Linked DNA regions of Salmo salar: region 2 is linked to region 1. Evidence: chromatin contacts called from public Hi-C data. All regions are on one chromosome and are shown on one strand. The core of a region is the stretch at or near the end of the contact, and the rest is flanking DNA. Distances in the headings are between cores, read along the strand shown. Region 1 holds the start of vsig10l (V-set and immunoglobulin domain containing 10 like). Region 2 holds the start of LOC106605167 (pleckstrin homology-like domain family B member 3).

The links. Hi-C and Micro-C count contacts between places; a contact is called where the count stands out from the background.
Region 2: a Hi-C map of muscle shows a contact between it and region 1, with 2.5 times the contacts expected there. The contact joins the promoter of LOC106605167 here to the promoter of vsig10l in region 1. A contact is called at or near these places in 2 of 3 Hi-C or Micro-C datasets (gill and muscle).

The regions. Positions count from the first base shown.
Region 1 is chrssa05:56,014,879-56,021,872 of Ssal_v3.1, reverse strand. vsig10l (V-set and immunoglobulin domain containing 10 like) reads right to left here and starts at 2,536. Exons shown (of 12, transcript XM_014200533.2): 1 at 1,432-2,536; 2 at 835-1,164; 3 at 265-537. The coding sequence starts at 1,504. It overlaps LOC106605159 (electron transfer flavoprotein subunit beta), which reads right to left. Exons shown (of 7, transcript XM_014200530.2): 2 at 5,844-6,002; 3 at 5,261-5,419; 4 at 5,087-5,149; 5 at 4,458-4,616; 6 at 4,113-4,325; 7 at 3,110-3,847. The coding sequence ends at 4,155.
Region 2 is chrssa05:56,187,039-56,194,126 of Ssal_v3.1, reverse strand. It overlaps LOC106605167 (pleckstrin homology-like domain family B member 3), which reads right to left and starts at 4,272. Exons shown (of 15, transcript XM_014200542.2): 1 at 3,729-4,272.

The sequences.
Region 1 (6,994 bases), core at 1,287-3,786:
GGACTATTGCCATTTCCACATGCGTGTTGCATATAGAGGAGTTGAAGTAAATAAAGACGTGCAGTGGTAAAGTGGATTTGTGAGACAGGGAAACATGTTGTTGCTTTCAGTAAAGGATTAAGTTAAAGGATTCAACTACAAAACTAGAGACATGCAAGTAATTACAGGTGCACGAGACAGAAAATAACTAATAAAGTAGAATACAAGTAATGTTCAGACTAATGCTTTGGACAAATAAGGCGAGATTCAACTACTCCTTCTTACAGAGAACAGTTATATTCCTATGAAATGTGACGGCGCTGAAAGGGTTGGTCAAGACCAAGGTGTAAGGTCCTGTGTCGTTCCGGTTGGGCTGATTGATGACCAGGCTCTTCTGGCCCACTGTGTAGTGAGAGTTGTTCTGTACCTCCACACCCTTAAAGTACCACCTGCACTGGTCGGCCTCACCCTGCAGTGTGCTATACTGCAAAGAGAACTTTTCGGCTCCCTCTATGGCATTGGCAGGCTCTGTGTTCACAGACACGTTCTGGATGTAGTCTAAAAGCAGAAAGGAGAGCAACAGTTGGGGTAAAGGACACAGATGGATGGACAAACCATATTGCTTCTCCATGGTGAGGAGGTCAATGTAGCTACATAATTCCTTGAACGGGTAAAAGAAACTTACATGTGATCCTAACATGACCAAACTCTACATGAAGTCTAAAATTCAACTAAAATGTGTAATATTCAAATAAAAGGTGTGCTCAAAGGAGAATATCTATTGAAACTGCTTTTTAGTAAAGGAATATGATTTTTCTGGGTCTGGGAAACTGGCACCAAATGCCCAATACTCACCATAGACCTTCAGCACAAATGTGGCTGAGACAGTTTTTAATCCAGACTTGACTATCTCCACAGTGTAGGTGTTACTGTAGAGAAATGACACATTTCGGAAGGTGAGGGACCCATCGGTCTCAATCTTCAGCACATTACGGTGAATGATGGCTATGTCTGGTGCAACACTGGAGCCAAGGGTCCAGGTAACCACAGGTAAACTCCCCATATTCCATGTGACCACAGGGTCAGGTGCACCACTGATGGTCACTACCAGAGTCACATTGCTGCCAACAGTGGTGTTGAGCAGTGAGGGTCCCAGGGGAGAGATGGTCAAATCACAGTTTACACCTGTAGTTGATCATGATGAAGCAAATAATGAATGGAAATGTTAACATTACTACAAAGTTGATTAAGGGTCACAAATTGTAACTAAATCCTACACAAAAATAGGATCTCAATCATCTCGTGATACATTCTATATGGTCACAATTTATTGCGAAGTTAATTAGGTGAATCAATAATAATTTGTTTGGTGTAGACCTATATAAAGCAGGGTAGTTTTGTTTATTGGCACGTGACATACAAAATTAAACAGCATGATAAATTGAAACTTACCTCCAATCACAAATATCAATAGAGTCAACTTAAAAATGTGCCATTTGTGGACACCAAACTGGTGCGAGGACATATTTTTTTTTTACTTCAAAGAGGAATCCAAGAAATCCGAAACCATAAATTTCCCACAGCTTTCACATAAAAATATTCCACATTTTAGCTTTCTATTAAGATACCACAAAAAAAAATCTGGTTAGAGTCCTTGTGAAAGTTCGATGGACAACTGATGTAATACAATCGCTCCTGCGTTGTGTCCTCTGTTGCGCTCAACCTTGCTTCACTGTCGAGCTGTCCGGGTTATCTGTTATCAAGATTCGAGAGCAATTCACCTGTGTCGATGTCAAAGCCTTGATTGGTAAAATATTGGTAAACGTGGGCTTTACTTTTACAGGCAAACTTTCAATAAACAATGCAAAAGTGACTGCTTGTTGAGCTTTGAGGTGGGACAGTCCTTTACTATAGCAATATCTACAGGTAAACTAGTCTAGGATGGCATATTCAACCAAACAGGAATATGATTTATTGGGCAGTCACCTTGACGTTGACACAAAATAAAAAGGTGTAGGCTGGTGATTTACCAGTGTTTCAGGTCTATTGTAACAGAATGACCCGATTAATGAAAGGTAACCGGTTGGACTGCATTATTTCCATCACCTATTGCACTTGTCCTCCGGGAGAAACCAACGATCTCCCCGCCTTAACAACCGGAGTTGTTGTTCACAAAGCAACACGGCTGGGCTGCTTAGCTCTCGCCTATCCTTTCTTTGGATTGGTGAATACATCTCAATCATGTGATCTCTTTTGAATATTCGAGGAGGGTTGTTGACGTCAACCGCCCTGTATTCAATGGGAACGCTATGCTACTAGCTTCATGCCATGAATAGCCAGCCATTGAGACAACTCCGATTTAAAGTGTTTTTTTTTTCTTCTCAAAGTTTCCGGGGTGTCGCGTTTCCTACTTATCGGTACACTCGTAATAATTTAAGATTTGTAACTTCTATTTGATCAAATACACCTCACGTAGCAAATAAACCATAATTTGTTGTTGACCAAATTCGATACTCATTAACCTCAATACAAAAACGCCACCTGCTGGAGGGAGAAAGATATCCCGCCGAGTTTGGCCTCTTCCTCTCTGGACACAACCTTGGTATCTGGTCCCAAGGAATGAGGAGTGGGCCAATCACACACAGCTATTCCAGTTATTGGTTACCACTGAAATAGTATAGTTCCATTGAGGGAGTTATATTAACCTGAGCTGCAGTGCACCCGTCAATGGCCCGTGACGTGAACGGGCAAAAGCAGAGGGAGGAGCACCCTTCTCAAATCGAACAGTAATCTATGCCGCATGGTCAGGTTGTCATCAAAGCAGCACAGTGCACCATCTAGAAACATACATCTCTTTTCCATAAAATAATGTTATTTGGAATTATCAAACAAGCTTTTTTCATTGGGAAGGCAATTTTATCAAAAGCAATCACTTTTGCATATAAAAACAGAATCCCACTAATTACTCCAATGTACCACTAGCCTAGGCTGCACAACTTTTGTTTTGAGCAGACTTCGTCGTGGCTTTGAACAGCCCCCTGGTTCACGCTACTCAAGAGACTATCTTAAAACCAAAATAATGATGTGGAAAGACAAAATACAACATAGAATGACAGTGGAAAACAGCAGATGTAGATATGAAAGATACCTTTATTGTTATGGTAGGATGCTGTACAATCTAAACAGAAGAGGCGCTTATGGTAAAGAGTCAACTTTGCGTGTGTTCTTTTTAATCATTTTCCCACATCTACTGAGAGACACTGTCCAACCAGAGCTGCCACCCAACCCAGAAATAATGATATTTATATAAACTTTATACAAACCAAGTCAGTAGACATATCACGAACCCTGAATGCACATTCAGCTCGGCAACTTTGGGTTCTTATTTACACATAGCATCCAACTCAAACTGCATAGCCCAGATGTGTCAATGTAGGGTTTTCATAGGTCCATGTTACAGATGAAAATGTTATTGTGACACTCTTAAATGTATAGTGCAACACATACAGAAACATGGGTGAAAGAAAGTTACTGACTTATATTACTGGCTTGGAAGTTGTGCATTTTTTGAGTCTAGGTCCTCCATACCTAGTTACCTCTACTCACAGAGAAGATACATTAATTACAATACAGATGTACCATGTGAATTAAATTGCACAATAACAACAGACCCTCTTCTTCTTCACCCTCTGGGCTGTGTGGGTTCCTATAGGACAGTGTTTCTCAGTATCTCTTTATTCCAGGTCAGTAGGCTACTATCATGGAAGTCAGAGTTAAACACAGAGGGCCGGGTGGCGATGGGTTCTGCCTTATGCAACCAGTCCTCCATGTTTGCTAAATTACTTTGTTACATCTCTCAAACAGAGACCTGCAAAATGAAAGGGGGAAATTACATATTACAGCCAAATAGAAACAGAAACACTGAGCTTGGTCAAGTACAGCACACTATGGCAAAGGTCTGCATTTACAGTTGAGGCAATTTGGTGGAAGAAGCAGATTCCCCAAAAATGAAAATTTCTCTCACCATTCACAGTTGTTACATGAACATGAAATTCATCAGTGCTCTGACATTTTCTAATGGGTTACAAATACTATCTCAAACAGTCATACTATTTTTAGGTATTGAGACTCACCCCTGTGTCCCCTGCACTCTCCCTTTGGCTCCCACAGGGCCTCTAGATTGTTCCGTTAGCCTTGAGTTTGGCGACCAGGTCATCCACCGTCTCCACCTTCACTCCGGCCAGTCTCGTTGGGGGTTCGTCCACGCTCAACACCTCCATTCGCGACACCATGTCCACCCCCAGGTCTGCTGGTTTCATGTTGGCTATCTTCTTCTTCTTGGCTTTCTGGGAGGTGGAGGGAGAAGGAGATGAGAAATTAAAGTGCTATGTGTGTGTGTGTGTGTGTGTGTGTGTGTGTGTGTGTGTGTGTGTGTGTGTGTGTACACTTTGTGAGGAAATGTACATTGTGTGTATTACCATGATGTTTGGCAGGGTGGCGTATCTGGGGGTGTTGAGTCGAAGGTCTGCTGTGAGGACGGCTGGCATGCTGATTTTGATGGTCTCTAGACCACCATCGATTTCCCTCACCACCTTCACCTTTTCCCCATCGATGGTCACCTCAGAGGCAAATGTGCCCTGCAAGAATGGGAGGTCCTACATTTAGTAGATGTCATAATCCACATTGAGATTGAATATTATCTGAAATTATCAAATTAATTTACAACTAAAACAAAGCCTTCTTTCCTATGTTACCTGACAATTGCAAACCCGTTGTAGGCCACGAGGCAATCCAAGTGTGACATCTGGTGGTTTAACCATGTAAATACACCCTAATTTTGCCCTTCATTTGGCCTTTGGTCTACTTTTCAGTGCAGACTGTGTTGACTGTAGTGACATAATCTAAGGCCTGCTAGTTCAGCTGGTCTCTTCACCTGACATTACGTCGATATGCTAATGCTTATAAAGACCATGAGAAAAGGTCCTGGTCCGGACTACAATGGTATCCAAGTCAGCAGTTAACAGTAAACAAGGCCTCTATGCTCTGAGATCAGTTTAGTGATTCCTGCTGAGAAAAAGGGTTACAACAAGAAGAAACCACTACTGACCTGAGGCCAGTCTAACAAGGCTGCCGTCATCTGACCTGTCTGGTTACAGTCATCATCAATGGCCTGTCAAAAAATACCAACACAATCAGTGAGCATTACATGAGATCATGAGGTTCGATTTCAAAGTCAACTGGCATTGGTGTGGCAGTGGCGCAATCTATTGCATCGGATGACCTGTTTGCCCAGAATGACGAGTGAGGCCTCCTCCTTCTTGGCTAGGGCAGCAAAGATCTTGGAGATCTGCAGGGGTCCCATGGCCTCGTAGTCTTTTCCTGAGACCTCCACGTGGATGCCGCGGTCACACCCCATGGCCAGTGCAGTACGGATGGTCTCCTACACACACACACACACAAAATACAAACACTTGAGCGGTAGGGTTCTCAAAATTATATAAGAACACCATCTGAGAACAATGACAGAATAATACAATCATTAACACAATCAAGTTGGAGGTGACCATCTGCAGAATCCTTCTTACAATAGAATGAAAACATACTCATGACCGCTATCCTAATGAAGAAACAAGATCCAAAGCTTCCCTCCAAATGTTAGCTATTGAAGGCCTGTTAAGGAGGATGTAGCCTAATGATACAGAGTGTTCGGATAGAAATGAAGCCTAAAACTACAGGACGTTAAGATATAAATGAATTGAGTAGAACAGATATGTATAATGTCATGTAGAATAAGGAAAATATTTTGCATCGTTGAATACACCCGACTTCAAAATGGTGTCGTCAGAGCATTCCGTCACTCTTACCGTTACTTGCGCGGGCCCACAGCTGACGGCCACCACCTCTTTGATGAACTTCTTCTCCTTGAGTTTGACGGCCTCCTCCACAGCGATCTCACAGAACGGGTTCATGGAGTGCTTGACGCCATCTGTCACCACCCCGCTGTGGTCGGGCTTCACGCGGATCTAGGGGAGAGAGCAGGGTTGTCTTCATTAGGCACCAAACAGGGAAAAAAACAGACTGAAAAAGGGTGGGACTACCTGAACTCCAATAAGAAATGCTAATTCAGTTTCAAAGAGCTTTGCCCTAATGAACATAAGTGACTACTGGATAGTCACTCAGAAGGGTCAGAGAGAGACAGACAAAGACAGAGGCTGGAGACATGAAGTGCATGCAGTCAATGTGCCAGAGTTGAGTGTGGGGACGCTGTGCACTCGGAAATAGTTGCTGTGGGCCCAATGTAGGTGTGCTCTCAGAACTTTCCAATTGAATTTGTGAGGCAGTCAAACCAATTCTGGAACACTTTTGAAAGCCTGCCACTAACCCAATAGTATTGAACAGCCATTGTAAATAAACCATTTAAAACGCCAAAATTCTGTCTTAAGTCCAGCCCATATATATTAGTCACCTCATAAATACATGACTGGCCCAGACAGTGTCTCAGACACACACCACCCTTCATCTGATAAAAGTTGGGGCAGCATATGGGACAGGGGAGGGTACAAACATAGCTTAACGAGTGCATCGAGAGACAGCTACAGGGATCTAGTTATGTGCAGCTGAAGCAGGAGTGCTCAGACTGTAGTATGAAATAACTGGTAATAGATATGGTGCTAGGCTTCCTTTACAAAAAAGTATTACCTTGGAACTATCTGATAGGGGTGGCTTGGATAGTGCTAGCCTACTATCTAACTGTCCTGATGCTGTGACACCTAGTTGATTTTATGTTTTTAAATCACTCTGATGACGCCTGAATGATGATTATACATGTAGCTTAACATTTGCAATACATTGTCACAACACAGTGACAATGCATTGTTAGCTAGCTTTCTTTTTTACATTTTGACAGTCGTTTATCGTTTTACCAAATCTAGAAGTAGCACGCTAGACAAATTAACCTTAACTGTTACCTAGACAACCCTGTAATGACCTTGGTATTTTCCTTGCAGTTATGGTT
Region 2 (7,088 bases), core at 3,023-5,522, 170 kb before region 1:
GGGTAGTGACCATACCAGTCTCAGCTGTATGACCTCAGAGCCCACTTAGCAATGCTTCAGTGGTCTATGGAGGGATACGGTAGTCTAAGGAGGGCTATCAGGAAGCTGTCATCCCCACACTGTGTCCTGACACATCAGGTTCCCAGGAATACATGGTGACCAGTCTGAGCTGTATGACCTCAGAGCTATGACAGAGCCCACCGAGATAGGCTATGGTGGTTTACAGTAGAGGTCGACCGATTCTGATTTTTCAACGCCGATACCGATGCCGATTATCGGAGGGGCAAAAACCGTCAATACCGATTAATTAGCCGATTTTTTACAATTTATTTGTAATAATGACAATTACAACAATACTGAATGAACACTTATTTTAACTTAATATAATACATCAATAAAATCAATTTAGCCTCAAATAAATAATGAAACACGTTCAATTTGGTTTAAATAATGGAAAAACAAAGTGTTGGAGAAGAAAGTAAAAGTGCAATATGTGCCATGTAAGAAAGTTAACGTTTAAGTTCCTTGCTCAGAACATGAGAACATATGAAAGCTGGTGGTTCCTTTTAACATGAGTCTTCAATATTCCCAGGTAAGAAGTTTTAGGTTGTAGTTATTATAGGAATTATAGGACTATTTCTCTCTATACGATTTGTATTTCATATACCTTTGACTATTGGATGTTCTTATAGGCACTTTAGTATTGCCAGTGTAACAGTATAGCTTCCGTTCCTCTCCTCGCTCCTACCTAGGCTCGAACCAGGAACACATCGACAACAGCCACCCTCAAAGCAGCATTACCCATGCAGAGCAAGGGGAACACCTACTCCAAGTCTCAGAGCGAGTGACGTTTGAAACGCTATTAGCGTGCACCCGCTAACTAGCTAGCCATTTCACATCGGTTACTCCAGCCTAATCTTGGGAGTTGATTGGCTTGAAGTCATAAACAGCGCAATGCTTGAAGCATTGCAAAGAGCTGCTGGCAAAATGCACAAAAGTGCTGTTTGAATGAATGCTTACGAGCCTGCTGCTGCCTACCACCGCTCAGTCAGACTGCTCTATCAAATCATAGACTTAAATATAATATAATAAACACACAGAAATACGAGCCTTGGGTCATTAATATGGTCGAATCCGGAAACTATCATCTCGAAAACAAAATGTTTTTCCTTTCAGTGAAATATGGAACCGTTCCATATTTTATCTAACGGGTGGCATCCCTAAGTCTAAATATTCCTGTTACATTGCACAACCTTCAATGTTATGTCATAATTACGTAAAATTCTGGCAAATTAGTTCGCAATGAGCCAGGCGGCCCAAACTGTTGCATATACCCTGACTCTGCGTGCAATGAACGCAAGACAAGTGACACAATTTCACCTGGTTAATATTGCCTGCTAACCTGGATTTCTTTTAGCTAAATATGCAGGTTTCAAAATATATACTTGTGTATTGATTTTAAGAAAGGCATTGATGTTTATGGTTAGGTACAGTCGTGCAACGATTGTGCTTTTTTCGCAAATGCGCTTTTGTTAAATCATCCCCCGTTTGGCGAAGTCAGCTGTCTTTGTTAGGAAGAAATAGTCTTCACAGTTCGCAACGAGCCAGGTGGCCCAAACTGCTGCATATACCCTGACTCTGTTGCAAGACAAGTGACACATTTTCCTTAGTTAAAAGAAATTCATGTTAGCAGGCAATATAAACTAAATATGCAGGTTTAAAAATATATACTTGTGTATTGATTTTAAGAAAAGCATTGATGTTTATGGTTAGGTACACGTTGGAGCAACGTGTACCTAAGCGATTATATGCAACGCAGGACAGGCTAGATAAACTAATAATATCATCAACCATGTGTAGTTAACTAGTGATTATGATTGATCAAAATTAAATGAAAAATAAATTCGGCCAAATCGGCGTCCAAAAATACCGATTTCCGATTGTTATGAAAACTTGAAATCGGCCCTAATTAATCGGCCATTCCGATTAATCGGCCGATCTCTAGTTTACAGGGGGACTATGGGCCGAGAGAAGAAACTGTCATTACCACACTGCAGCCTGAGCAGAAAGAGCAGGTGAGAGGAACCAGGGTCATATTCATTAGGGCACCCAAACATGTTTTAAAAACAAACATGAGCGTTTCTTATTGGATAAGTCCAGGAAGTCCCTCCCCACTTCAGTCAGTTTTTTTCCCTTTGGTACCTAATGAATACAACCAAGGCTGGACAGCTCTTGTCTGTCAGATGAGAGGTGAGATATCATGACTAACTGTCTTCTAGGTGTGAGGGCAGATAGGCCTATTGTTAGACTCCTAGAATGATACTGTAGCTGAGCCAACTGGCTACTGTTGGGGAATAGATTTTTTTTGTTTTTATGGGACCAAAGGGTTGAAGATTAAAATACAAGCTAGGATCATTGATTGTTAGGGAAGATGATTAGTTGTATTTCCTGTATGTTAATTAGCAAGTAAGATACCCTATAGGCCTAATTGTTTCTCCAATAAAGTAGATTATCACACTATGATACCACTGCATTAATAGAAAAATTCAGCAAATGTGACTTGTGCATATTTCAACACTGCAAAATTGACTGGAATGGTCCGAAGACACCACTAATTACACAGACTTTGAATATATGCTAGTTCAACAACATTAGCAGAGATTCCAGTGGGCTGAGCAAATCTCTCCGTTCTGAGGTCAGCGAAATAACGACCCATTAATGACAGGCTAGCTCCCAGATATAGAGATGTCTGTACAAGTGCAGCCAAAAAAAAGGGGGCGTGAGAGAAAAAGAAAGAAGGAGAGATTTGAACACAGAAGAGAGATATGTGCTCTCGACTCCCCTGATGGCTACCCACCCAGGCAATCTTTTCTCTCCACCTCTTGTCAGCGTCATCCTATACTCCCCCTCTCCTTTGTTTACACGATGCGCCCGATGGAAATGATAAACAATGATAAACAGCATATATCAGAAGAGTCTGGTAAACAAATGTGAGTTTACATAAACTGAGGATGCCATGGGAAAGGAGGTTTGGGACATTAAGAAAAACATGTTTGAACTGAAACACATCGGGTCATCTCATATCTTCACAGTGAAAATGACACATTGAAAAGCTATAGGCCTGGAGGACATGTTTAGCCCATCTAACTACCTCAAGCACAAAGTCCCAAATATTGGGTAATCAAATAGAACGTTGTCATAGAATCTTGAGTATCTGGATGTTCATAATCATACAGCCAAGCATTCTGACATTTTAAAAACGACTAAACCCCCCCGAAAAGTTGTTATTTAAGTTAAAGCATGTACACAATTTGCATAAATAGTTTTTTAAAAAGTAGGCTATTTGGCTTGGTGTGAACTAACAGACTAATGATAGCTGTATTATTTAAAATAGTCAATTTATATAAATGGCATAGGCCTACCGTTTATTTATATAAATAGTTTAGAAAGTGGGCTACAGTAGCCTAGTGGCGTACTGTAAACAATTATAGAGATTCTGTGTTCCATTTATTTACATGCTCTGTCAAGTTCAAAGTGACATCATACCTTCTCATGACACCAATGAAGTCCATTTATAAACAGACGACCACTTTAAGTAGATAATTAACACTGTAGGTAGCTACTGTGGAATAATAATAATCCTAGTGTTATCAAATCGCGATCATTCACCAGCTACAATGCATCAAACTACAGCGACACAGAACAGAAACACAGAACTAATGCCTTACCTGAGAATATGCCGTTCTCTCTTCAAAAGCGTTTTTGTTGTGGGGAACGTGTATTGTTGACGCTGAATTTGAAGAAAATAGACGCTCATAAAAACAGTGACTAAATAAAGAAGTGATGGGTTTGGACCGGGCGCGCGCTTTCGCTTTCAATCATACGAACTATATCCAGAGAACTTTCAGAGTTTCTGTTTGCTGTCATATCCCGCCTGGATTCCTTTGATGTCTCTATTTTCCTTTCTCCGCTCTGGTTTGATTAAATCCTTTCAAATCACTCCCAGTGAAAATGACAGATCGTAGTGAGCTGTCGTCGTCAACAGGTGAAATGGAATGCATGTGAGGCGGGCACACTAACAGACACAAGGTTGGTGTGAAAATGCGCCTGAGCGCGTCACTAACTGACTACACAGTTTCTGTGGTCTGTTTGTTAGGGGGCTCCGCACCGAAATGAGAACTCTTGCTCTGGGATTTCCCGCGACGACATGGCTTTGTCATTGTAATGCCCTCGTTATAGGCTCGCTATAGGCTAAAGCAAAAGCAGTTTGGCCTGGCACACTGCCAACACACCTCGCGGGTCTTGTATCACTTTCAATGCCAAGGGCCCTTGGAAAGCATCAATAGCTGCCACGTAAATCTCTCCTCCACTCTCTTTACTATACCCAAGGGCCTTTATCAGCCCCTGCCCCCTTAACAGTTCTGTCTCAATGAGCTGATAGTGTAATCATAGATTATTCCCTCAGTCTTCCCCTAAACAAGGGCATGTGGACAGGGTGAGAGAGAATGCCTGGAGTCAGGGTTGGTAGCAGACCGTGAGTGGGCAAAGAGAGTGAATGGGGTAAAAGAGAGAGCAGATGGAAGGGGCAGGGTACAGACTGGGTGAACGAACAGCTGGTGAATTGTAAAAACGCACAACAAAGTCAAAGAATAGTGCCCTTTTCACAGGCGAAACACTGTGGCACAACATGTTAAGTTGCATATTGTTTGTCTATGTATGTTGTTTTTTTTTAAGTTCAAAATAAAACATAGCTTAGGCGTGATGGCAACACTGGTTACACCCTGTGCATTTCAAAACAATGAACGCGGGCGTTTCTGTCAGTCGGTAGGTGAGAAAAGAGTTGCCTAATATGGGTGTTCTGTTTGTCTCTAGTGGTGACAGGGACAGCTGGCAGATGAAGTGGTGTGAAGATGTATGTGACAACAACACAATGTCATCTTTTCTTCAGACTTCTAGTTCTTTCTTTTTTTCCCACTTTGAATACATCTTCTCTATTTCCATCCGAAGGGTACAGTAGAAACCTAAAAGTTCAGTCATTTCGCACATGGTGTGTCCGGTGTCTTTCAATGCAGTCAAAACCAAGCGGTCACTTTTGTCACAGCATCAAAGGCATGAACTGCTCAAGTAACCATACTCAAATATTTACATACAGAAGAAAGGATACAGTACCTTTGAGAAGTATCTGAGAAGTATGAGCTCACAGTGGACCATTATTATGAAATCATCAGGCAGGTTCAGAGACAGAGACATGGTTGAGTCAGAGCCAGACACTCCCATCTCCCCAAACCTGTCTACCAGGTAGACTAGTCAATGGACCGTGGGACAAAAACGAATGTAGTATGCTACTAGGCTAGACACACAGCTAAGAGGAATCCTAAGGCTAAGCCGATTATGTTGATGTATTCAGGACATTATAATATGGTATTATATAAAGCGGCTGAGAGAATAACAGGATGATACCGGATAATTAAGTGGTAGATAGAAGTCAGATAGAGAAACAAGCACACAAAGGCATGGCAATGACCAGTTTTGGACTCTCGCAATGGAAACTTGGCCCACAGTGATTTCAAATGCAAATAGAAGAGTTAGGTTTTCCTGGTATGCAAAAAGGCCATGGCTGGCAACAGTCAGAGTACTGTGTGTGTGTAGAGGATGTGTGTGTGTGTATTGCCTTGACTTGGGGATGCTGGAAAGGCCATGTGGAAGAGCTCAATTGTGTCAGTCAGCATTCATGAATACTAAACCATGAACGGAACCTTCTTCAGTGAGGGAAAAAAGTATTTGATACCCTGCTGATGTTGTACGTTTGCCCACTGACAAAGACATGATCAGTCTATAATTTTAATGGTAGGTTTATTTGAACAGTGAGAGACAGAATAACAACAAAAAAATCCAGAAAAACACATGTCAAAAATGTTAGAAATTGATTTGCATTTTAATGAGGGAAATAAGTATTTGACCCCCTCTCAATCAGAAAGATTTCTGGCTCCCAGGTGTCTTTTATACAGGTAACGAGCTGAGATTAGGAGCACACTCTTAAAGGGAGTGCTCCTAATCTCAGCTAGTTACCTGTATAAAAGACACCTGTCCACAGAAGCAATCAATCAATCAGATTCCAAACTCTCCACCATGGCCAAGACCAAAGAGCTCCAAGGATGTCAGGGACAAGATTGAAGACCTACACAAGGCTGGAATGGGCTACAAGACCATCGCCAAGCAGCTTGGTGAGAAGGTGACAACAGTTGGTGCGATTATTCGCAAATGGAAGAAATACAAAAGAACTGTCAATCTCCCTCGGCCTGGGGCTCCATGCAAGATCTCACCTCGTGGAGTTGCAATGATCATGAGAACGGTGAGGATTCAGCCCAGAACTACACGGGAGGATCTTGTCAATGATCTCAAGGCAGCTGGGACCATAGTCACCAAGAAAACAATTGGTAACACACTACGCCGTGAAGGACTGAAATCCTGCAAGGTCCCCCTGCTCAAGAAAGCACATATACATGCCCCTCTGAAGATTGCCAATGAACATCTGAATGATTCAGAGGACAACTGGGTGAAAGTGTTGTGGTCAGATGAGACCAAAATGGAGCTCTTTGGCATCAACTCGCCGTGTTTGGAGGAGGAGGAATGCTGCCTATGACCCCAAGAACACCATCCCCACTGTCAAACATGGAGGTGGAAACATTATGCTTTGGGGGTGTTTTTCTGCTAAGGGGACAGGACAACTTCACCGCATCAAAGGGACGATGGACGGGGCCATGTACCGTCAAATCTTGGGTGAGAACCTCCTTCCCTCAGCCAGGGCATTGAAAATGGGTTGTGGATGGATATTCCAGCATGACAATGACCCAAAACACACAGCCAAGGTAACAAAGGAGTGGCTCAAGAAGAAACACATTAAGGTCCTGGAGTGGCCTAGCCAGTCTCCACACCGTAATCCCATAGAAGATCTGTGGAGGGAGCTGAACGTTCGAGTTGCCAAACGTCAGCCTCGAAACCTTAATGACTTGGAGAAGATCTGCAAAGAGGAGTGGGACAAAATCCCTCCTGAGATGTGTGCAAACCTGGTGGCCAACTACAAGAAA